Regions from separate parts of the Ovis aries genome. Here region 1 is linked to region 2. A link is a contact called in public Hi-C data. All regions are on one chromosome and are shown on one strand. Each heading gives the region's core, a stretch centred on a gene start, on an enhancer-like site or on the middle of the called end of the contact. The rest is flanking DNA. Distances are from core to core; before and after follow the strand shown.

Region 1 (4,002 bases), core at 12-2,511, 130 kb after region 2:
CACAGTAGCAACTTTGTGTATCCAGAAAGACAGTGTGTCTGTGTCTGCTCTTTGCATCCCTGGTTCTAGGACTGTACTAGACTGGTACTGTCGTCCTCCTGGTGGTCTGTGTTCTGTTTTAAGTCATCTTTGATTCTCTGTTATGCTTCGCATCTCATGAGTTGCCAAATCTTATTTTTTTTAAACTCTATAGTGTTTTTCACACACACCCACCTTTATTTCTCTGCCACAACTCCAGCGAGTTCCCTGTCATACGTGCGGTGTCCTTGGCCTTCTAACCAGTCTCTCTGATACATTTCACCTACTAGTGCTTTTGAAAGATTAGTCTGCCTTTGGTCATTTCGTTCAGATGGAGATTATTCCTAGTTGCCTCCTCCTCGGGGCCCTCCGTGATCTGAGGTTGAGAAGAACATCCGGCCTTTTCCCCTTTCTTCTTTTCCCGTGTTCTGGAGTGCAGCTCACTTCTTACATCCATCCTGTGTCTTGTTGCCTCTGTGCATGTGCTCAGCCCACGTGCCCTCCCCTTCTCGTTTTTAATAAATCAGTTAACTATTCTCTGCAGTCAAGACCTGTCAGCTTCATCTTTTGATGAACGGATACTTGACAGACATCTCTGACCACTGGCCACATCCCCATATGGTTCTCTGACCTGCAGGTCAGGGACCATTACCGGAGCAAGGGTTAAGTGGAAGTTCCCGGAGCGTTCCTCCCCTGCCAAGGTCGAGAACCAGGGGCAGCGGTGCACGCTGAGGAGCATGCAGACCTCAGTGCCACCATCAAAGACTCGCAAGGACAAGGGTGGGGCCCCACCACATCCCCACGTAATTCACTTAGAGTAAGTAGAAAAGTCAGCTGCAGTTTCGAAAATAGCTGTCAGCTTTCCATAAACAGGTGGCCAGGTGGTCACCGACCTAATGATTAACCAGTAGGAGGAGTTAACTGCTAACCTGTGAGAGGAGACTCTGATGAAAGCAGAAATAGCCAAGAAAGAAGTGCAGCTGCAGCCTTTAAGACCGAGGGAAAATGTCCCAGGAAGGAACAAGCTTGGAAGTTTGCTCCCCACCCTGCAGGGCTGGGAGTCACCTCTGTAGAGGAGTGGGTGCAGTGGCCCAGGATACAGCAGAGCCCTGGGCTGCCGGGGCCAGAGCTGGTGTGCGAAGCTGCTTGCTGGCTAGCAGAGCACCTCCCCGCAAGTGAGCACCTCCGGGTCCCCTGCACACTGGAGACGGCAGAGCCGACAACCGACACCAGATAAGAAGCCCTTTCCTCTCCAAGCCTTGCAGTCCCTCCAGCACCCTCTGTTGACAAAGTTTAGCATTGTACTTACCTTCTCAAAGAGCCTGCTCCTATCAGTGTTCATTTTCTCCATTGTGTATTGTTCCGTTGGTTTCTCCTCTTGTCTTATTTCCCTCCTTTTACTTACTCTGGGTTTATTTTGTTTTTCCTTTTCTACCTTCCTCAGGTAGCATATTAGATTTGTAAAATTTCTCCGCCGCAGTCTCCTACCTTTCCATCATAAGCCTATTTTCCTCTTTCACTTACGGAGCATCGTTGTGCTAGCTGTGTCCACATCCCTGCGTGGTAGATACTCCCATCATCCGAGTCATCAGAGTTGGCGTCTGTTAATTGTTTAGTGCCCTGAGAAGTGGCTCTCATTTATCTGGCTCTTCTGTTGAGTACGCCTGGGTAACATCCGGGCTCTGTGAGCAGGACGCTCTTGCGGACCTGAGGTCTCCTCTGGCACTCCAGAGAGGGGCTCCCAGCGCTCTGCAGGCAGTGGGTGTGCTCAGACTTGGTGGAGCCTCAGGTGCAAGCATTCGTGGGTCCAGTGCCCGTGAGACATGAGGTCAGCGATCGCCCGATTTCATTTGCAGGGATAGCTCTTAGTTTTTCCCTTTCCCTGTTTATTAGAGGCAGCTCAGGGGCAGGGGCCAAGTTGTATTCCCAGTCCCACAAACTGCTTGATACCAATCAGCTTTCAGATATTAGAGGAGTCAGATCTTCACTTTATAGCAGCTTGGTCTCTGAGTTGTTCCGTGATCTCGGACAACATCCTGCTTCTGCATTTCTTGGGATTCAAAATAGGGAATGTACCACTCTGTAACAGTCTGGGGAGAGTGTGCATTGGGAAAAAACAGAGCGCTGCTCTTAGTGAAATAATTATACGTGCTCCAGTAGTGAGTGGAGGCCTGGACATTGGTGGTGCTAAAGGGCTTACATACATTTCCTCTAACTGAGGTCTGCTCTGACCTGGCTATGCTTTTAGCTATGAAAGGGAATTGATCAAATTTACTTAAGTGAACATTATTATATAGCAGAGTCTAGTTTGTTTTGTTTTAAAGTAAAAAAACAAAAACCTTTTATCTGGGAATAATTTTAGACCTGTAGAAAAGTAGCAAAAATAGAGTTCCCATAAGCTATTCACCCAGCTTCTCCTGCTGTTAACATCTTACGTGCTGTAGTATTCACCTTGGTACGGTGTTATTAAGTAAACTACAGACTTTATTCGACACCAGTTCATCCACTAATGTCTTTTACCCAAACTGCAGCTGACGTTTCTAGTTGTTCTAAGTGAATTAAGTGGGGATGTGATGGGGCACCACCCTTGTGCTTGGGAGTCTTTGAAGGTTATTGGATGTTTCTACTAGGCTGTCTCTCCACCTGGGCTTGTCTGACGATGTCTTGTGATGAGGCTGAGGCTGTGCGTTGGAGGTGGGGATCCCTCATAAGCGCTTCTGGGCCCTTCTCTGCGTGGTGTCGGGGGAGAGGCGCTTTGTCCCGTCACTGGTGATGCTAATCTTGGTGACTTGGTTAAGGCGCCGTCTGTGGGGTTTCCCCCTGGAAAGTCACTGCTTCCCCCTTTGTAATTCATGAATATCCTGGGAGAGATAATTTGAGAGTATGCAAACATACTGTTTTTCCTTAAAGTTTCCCCACTAATGGAGCGCCCTCGGTGGACTGGCCTCACGGAAGTTAGAGCCATGCTGTTTGCCTCCGGGGGTCTTTCTGCTTCCCTCGTTCCTTCTCCCTCTGTCAGCTGGAATTCTGTAAAGAACACCTGTCCCTTCTCCCTATTTTCTTTAATGGATTCAGCCGTTTATTTATATCGGTATGGACTCACGGATATTCATCTTACTCTCTGAGTTGCCCAGCCAGGACTGTCGTTGACTGAGTTGCTCCAGCTGCGGCCGTCAGGAGCTGCATGCTGGCTCTGTGTCCTCTGACACACCTCACCCTTTTTGAAGCGCTTCCTCCATGGCAGCGCAAGATGGTCCAGGCTCATCTTGTGTTTTCTGTCTCAGCTGTGGAATCAGCCACTTCATGGAGCTTTGGCTCCTTTTCATGGTTATTAAATTGATTTTCAACAGAAGAGCCAAGGCAATTCAGCGGGGAAAGAAATGTCTTTTTAGCAAATGATGCTGGAAAAACTAGCTAGCTATATGCCTAGATATAAGGATAAAAAGGACTTGACTCTTATACCTCACACCATATACCAAAGGTAACTTGAAGTGTATCATAAGACCTAAATGTTAACACTGAAACAATAAAATTTCCAGAAATTTTAATTTAAAAAACTTTCGCAACTTTGGAATAGGCAAAGATTTTTCTAGAAGGACATAGAAAGCGTGAACTATAAAAAGAAAAAAAAAAAGATAAACTGGAATTCACCAAAATTAAAAAACTGCTGTTCTCAAAAGTCCCCATTAAGATAATGAAAAGACAGCCTACATGCTGGGGAAAAGGATCTGTGATACATATATCCAACAAAGGACTTGTAACTGTGAAATAAAAGAGACTCTTAAAATTCAGTAAGACAGAAAACCCAGTTTGAAAAACAAACAGATCTTTGAGCAGACATTTCACCAAAGTAGATACACAAAGTGTCCAGTAAGCACACACATAGCTGCTCAGCACCATTAAAGTGAAAAAAGACCGACAGTACCAAGAGCTGGCAGAAATGCCCAGCAACTGGAATTTTCACGTTGTTGTTCATTGACATGC
Region 2 (4,316 bases), core at 1,288-3,787:
CCAACCTAAAGAACACAGAGAGAAAAAATATTACAATTTTTAAAATGAGTAGGATGTCAGCAATCTGTGTAACAATATCTAAAAGTAAAACATTTGTGTTATTTTAGCACCAGAGCGGTTGCTGTACAAAAATATATTTGAAGAAATACTGGCTGAAATTTTTCCATATTTGGAAAAACACATAAATTCAAAGATTCAAGAAGTTCTGTGAAACCAAATGTAAACAAAACAAACAAGCAAAAAAACTTGAAGCATGCCCACACAATTGCTGAATAGCTTGAAAATCAAAAGAATAAAAAGAAAATCTCGAAATTGGTCTGAAAAAAAAATGGTACACTGCATATAGTGAGGGGCTTCCCAGGTGGCACTATTGGGAAAGAACCTGCCTGCCAGTGCAGGAGACGTAAGAAACATGGGTTGGATCCCTGGGTTAGGAAGCTACCCTGGAGAAGGGCATGGCAACCCACTCCAGCGTTCTTGCCTGGAGAATCCCATGGACAGAGGAGGCTGGAGGACTGCAGTCCATAGGTCACAAAGAGTTGGACGCAACTGAAGTGAGTTACCTCCCACATAGAGGAAACAGTGATGTGAATGACTGTAGATTTCTTTGGAGACTGTGGAGGTCAGAGATAGTGAATGACATCTTCAAAGTGTCAAAAGAACTGTCAACACATAATTCTATAGCTGACAAAAGTATCTTCCAGGAATTAAAGCAAAATAAACACATTATCAGGAATAAAGAAATTCTCTAAGAGACTTTGTTGCTATAAAATCTGCTTTAAAGAAAATGCTAAAGGAAGTTTTTCCAGCTGAAGGGAAATGATATCAGAGGGAGACTTGGAACTTCAGGAATGAAGGGAGAGCACAAGAAAAGGTAAATGTCTTGGTAAATGTAGACTGGTTTTTTCTTCTTAAGTTCTTTGATATATGCATAACTGTTGAAAGGGCTTTTCAGTGTATGTAAGTGCCCTACAATTGACAATTATAACATAAAAGATGAAAAGCAAAGGAAACCATATGCTAATAAGACCTTAACATTTTACCTGAAGTGGTAAAATATTCACTTAGAGTGAATATTTTAGTGGTAATATTTAGTAATATCTTAGTGGTAATATTTTAGCACTGAAAGTTAATAAAGTGAAAGTTTAAATATATATATTATAATCCCCAAAGAAACTACTTAAAACGTTATCCAAATAAGTGTTACCAAAAAAGTCAATAAATAAGCAAAATAGAATACTGAAAATATTCAAATAATCCAAAAGAGGGCAAGAAAGGGGAGAAACAAGGAGGAAGTAAACATAGGGTAAAACAGAACACAAATAACAAAATAACAGACCCAAATCTAACTATATCAATAGTTATATCAATTGTAAAAGATCTAAACGTAACAATTATTATGCCAGATGGAATTTAATAGAAACCAAGACTCAACCATATCCTGTCTACTAGATGCCCACTTTAAATACGACAATATGGCTCAGTTAAAAGTAAAAGGATAAAGAAAGATGTAACAGTAAACACTAATCAGAAGAATGCTGGAGTGTCCATTATTAATATCAAACAATGTAGATTTCAGAATAAACTAGCTCTAACTCTTTATAGAAATGTGAAGGATAGCTTTGAATCTAGCCCGTTTTTTAGCAAATATTTATTTCATTCTCTAAACTCTGATGCCAACTGAAATTGCCCAGGACTAAAAAGCAGGGAAATGGATTTTTTTTTCCTGATTTCTCTCTCAGTGATCTTACCCAAGGGAGAAGAGCACAAAGTGGTTTAGTAACTGCTGCCAACAAAGAGAAGCTATGCTCGGAGTACAAAGCAATGGAGACAAGAACTTAAATTTAATAATCCTATGACCCAGCAATTCCACTCCTGGGTCTAAGCCCAACGGAAATGTGTACATATGTGCTTGAAAAGTCATTTACTAGAATGTTCACAGCTGTACAAGTTGTATTAATAATAGTCCAAATGTGAAACCACCCCTGTACATGTCAATGCTAGAATGAATGAATAAATAGAGAAATATTCGTACAACAGAGTGTATATGGCAATGAGAAAAAAGAAACCACAGTTATACACAACAACATGGATCAATCTCAGAAGCATGCTTATTAAGCAGAAGTAAGACACAAAAGAAAATATACTTTATGGTTATATTTATGTAACCTTCAAACACAGGTCACAGTATTCAGTGATGTTAGAGACTATCCTTGGAGGATAATCCCTGGAGGATTTCTGGGGGGAGAGTCATGTTTTGTTTCTTGATCTGGATGCTGGTTATATGCCTGAGTTTATTGTGTAAAAATTAATTGAGCTGTATCTTTTCGTGCGCTTTTCTGTACACACCTTGTGCCTCAATGAAAACTTTAAAAACTAGTTCAAGACTCCCTCACTTACTGATTTGTATACATTGCTTTGACATGAATGGGATACAGCTTAATGGGAAGGGAAGGTCACCCTCCAGACTCAGAGGTGTCCAGAGGTGACTTGAAATAAAGACGCAAGAATAACGGCAACACCCTGATCTGCCAGTAGGTGGCACTGAGTTATATCGCACTAGGACAGATTTCACTTTATGCTAATGGTCCCTTAAGGCACGTAATATAATTTCAGAAATGTAGAAGGTTGCCCAGGACAAACAAAGAAGCCAAACAGCTTGCCATGCAAGTGAACACAAGACATGGAGGCGCAAGGCAAGCACTTAAAGGAGAAGTTCTTTGACCTAACTTGTTTCTGTTTGAGGTCTGATCCTATCCCGTTGTTGTTTAGTCGCTAAGTAGGGTCTGACTCTTCTGCAGCCCCAGGGACTATAGCCTGCCCCTCTGTCCATGGGGTTTCCCTGGTAGGAATCCTGGAGTGGGTTGCCATTTCCTTTTCCAGAGGATCTTCCTGACCCAAGGATAAAACCGTTGTTTCCTGCGCTGGCAGGTGGATTCTTTCCTGTTGAGCCACTGGGAGAGTCCTCCTATCCCATTAACTCAGGTGACTTATCTGGCATGGAGATGAATGGTCTGGTTTGAAAAGCCCACCTCATACTCTAATGAGTTAAGCAAAAGTAGGAGTCTGTACAAACACATTTTAAAAGAGCATAGTGACATTCATGCAGAGTATGTGACTTCTGTACACTTAAAATTCATGCTATTTTCATATTGTAAATTGAGTGCTGAGGCCGCTAATGCAGATAAGAGAGCATCAGAAATATATCTCCTAATGTTAAAAAGAATCATAGAAGAAGGTGAGTGGGTAGTTTCAAGGTCTAACAAATCTTTAAAGTAGACAAAATTGGATTGTTTGGGTTGGGTGATGGTGAAGGGTGTCACCATCTATTTCTTTCGAAAGAGAAGAAAAAAATACCAGTAGCTTTTACTTACAGGAATGCCCTGAGGGATTGCAAATGTAAAGCATTGCTTATTGCTATTTCTCTTAGATTATGAAAAAAATTAATCAGAGAATTCCAGAGAGTAATATGATAAACACCCTTGAGTTCACCGTCCAGAGTGGACAAATATTTGCATTTTGTCCCACTTGCTCCAGTGTTTAACTATACTTGTATGTTACTAAGATGTCCTTGTGTAACTAAAGAGCTTAGCAGGGCTACAGTCAGTCAATTTTAACTTATGCTAAATACAATTTGTATGAAATTTAGGGGGTGAAAGATTGTATAACATAGCACTTCTTGTTTTATTTATGAAATACTAGCAAATGGGAAGAAACCCACATAATAATGCCTTGGGTGTTTCTATCACTTAAACCTTTTTTTTCCCCCACAAAGCATCTTCATGTATAATTTATTTTATTCTGTAAAACTGTTAACACATTATTGACCAGAAACATATTAACAGCACAGATATTAATTTCCACAAAAATTCCCTGGTCAATAAATGTATTAAGATCACCATCAATATAAATGTGATAGGGAAGGAAATGGAAACCCAGATATTATCTCTGGGTCTCAAATTGTATCTGGGATAAGAACCCCAGCCTCTGGACACAGTTTATTTGGCGGCATGGCACGATGCCTGAGACCCCAGAGGATTTCTGAACTTGAGACCCAGCACACTCACTGAACCAGATCTGGGCTGTGGGCAGGGCTTGCCCTTCGTTTGCCCCAGCCCACCCAGGCCTTCCAGGAAGGCCAGGCACCTGCGGGGCTGGATTCAGAGACCTAGCCCCACAAGGTAGAACCAGAGATGTTTCAGGGTTAGGTGAGGGGCTTATGGGCCGCCATGATTTCCCTGAGGATCCTTGTTGAACTGGGGCCCCTGAAATGAGCCAGAACCCAAGGAAGACCTGGAACTGATGGGGCAGCCCTC

Evidence for each region. Hi-C and Micro-C count contacts between places; a contact is called where the count stands out from the background.
Region 1: a contact with region 2 is called in a Hi-C map of liver, with 2.2 times the contacts expected there. The contact joins two enhancer-like sites. A contact is called at or near these places in 5 of 16 Hi-C or Micro-C datasets (hypothalamus, liver, muscle and 1 more).

The regions. Positions count from the first base shown.
Region 1 is chr14:7,479,325-7,483,326 of ARS-UI_Ramb_v3.0, forward strand. The region is part of intron 9 of GAN (gigaxonin); the gene reads left to right. Among named protein-coding and RNA genes, the nearest start is that of GAN, 43 kb to the left of the region's middle. Within about 2 kb of position 1,262, at least 10 of the 54 cell types and tissues checked have an H3K27ac peak or open chromatin away from gene starts, as enhancers often do. A contact at or near this core is called in liver, where this site is marked.
Region 2 is chr14:7,350,829-7,355,144 of ARS-UI_Ramb_v3.0, forward strand. All of the region lies in intron 5 of LOC101121034 (polycystin-1-like protein 2), which reads right to left. LOC106990575 (a long non-coding RNA gene) reads left to right here. Exons shown (of 13, transcript XR_009596265.1): 12 at 1-4,316. Among named protein-coding and RNA genes, the nearest start is that of BCO1, 33 kb to the right of the region's middle. Within about 2 kb of position 2,538, at least 1 of the 54 cell types and tissues checked has an H3K27ac peak or open chromatin away from gene starts, as enhancers often do. A contact at or near this core is called in liver, where this site is marked.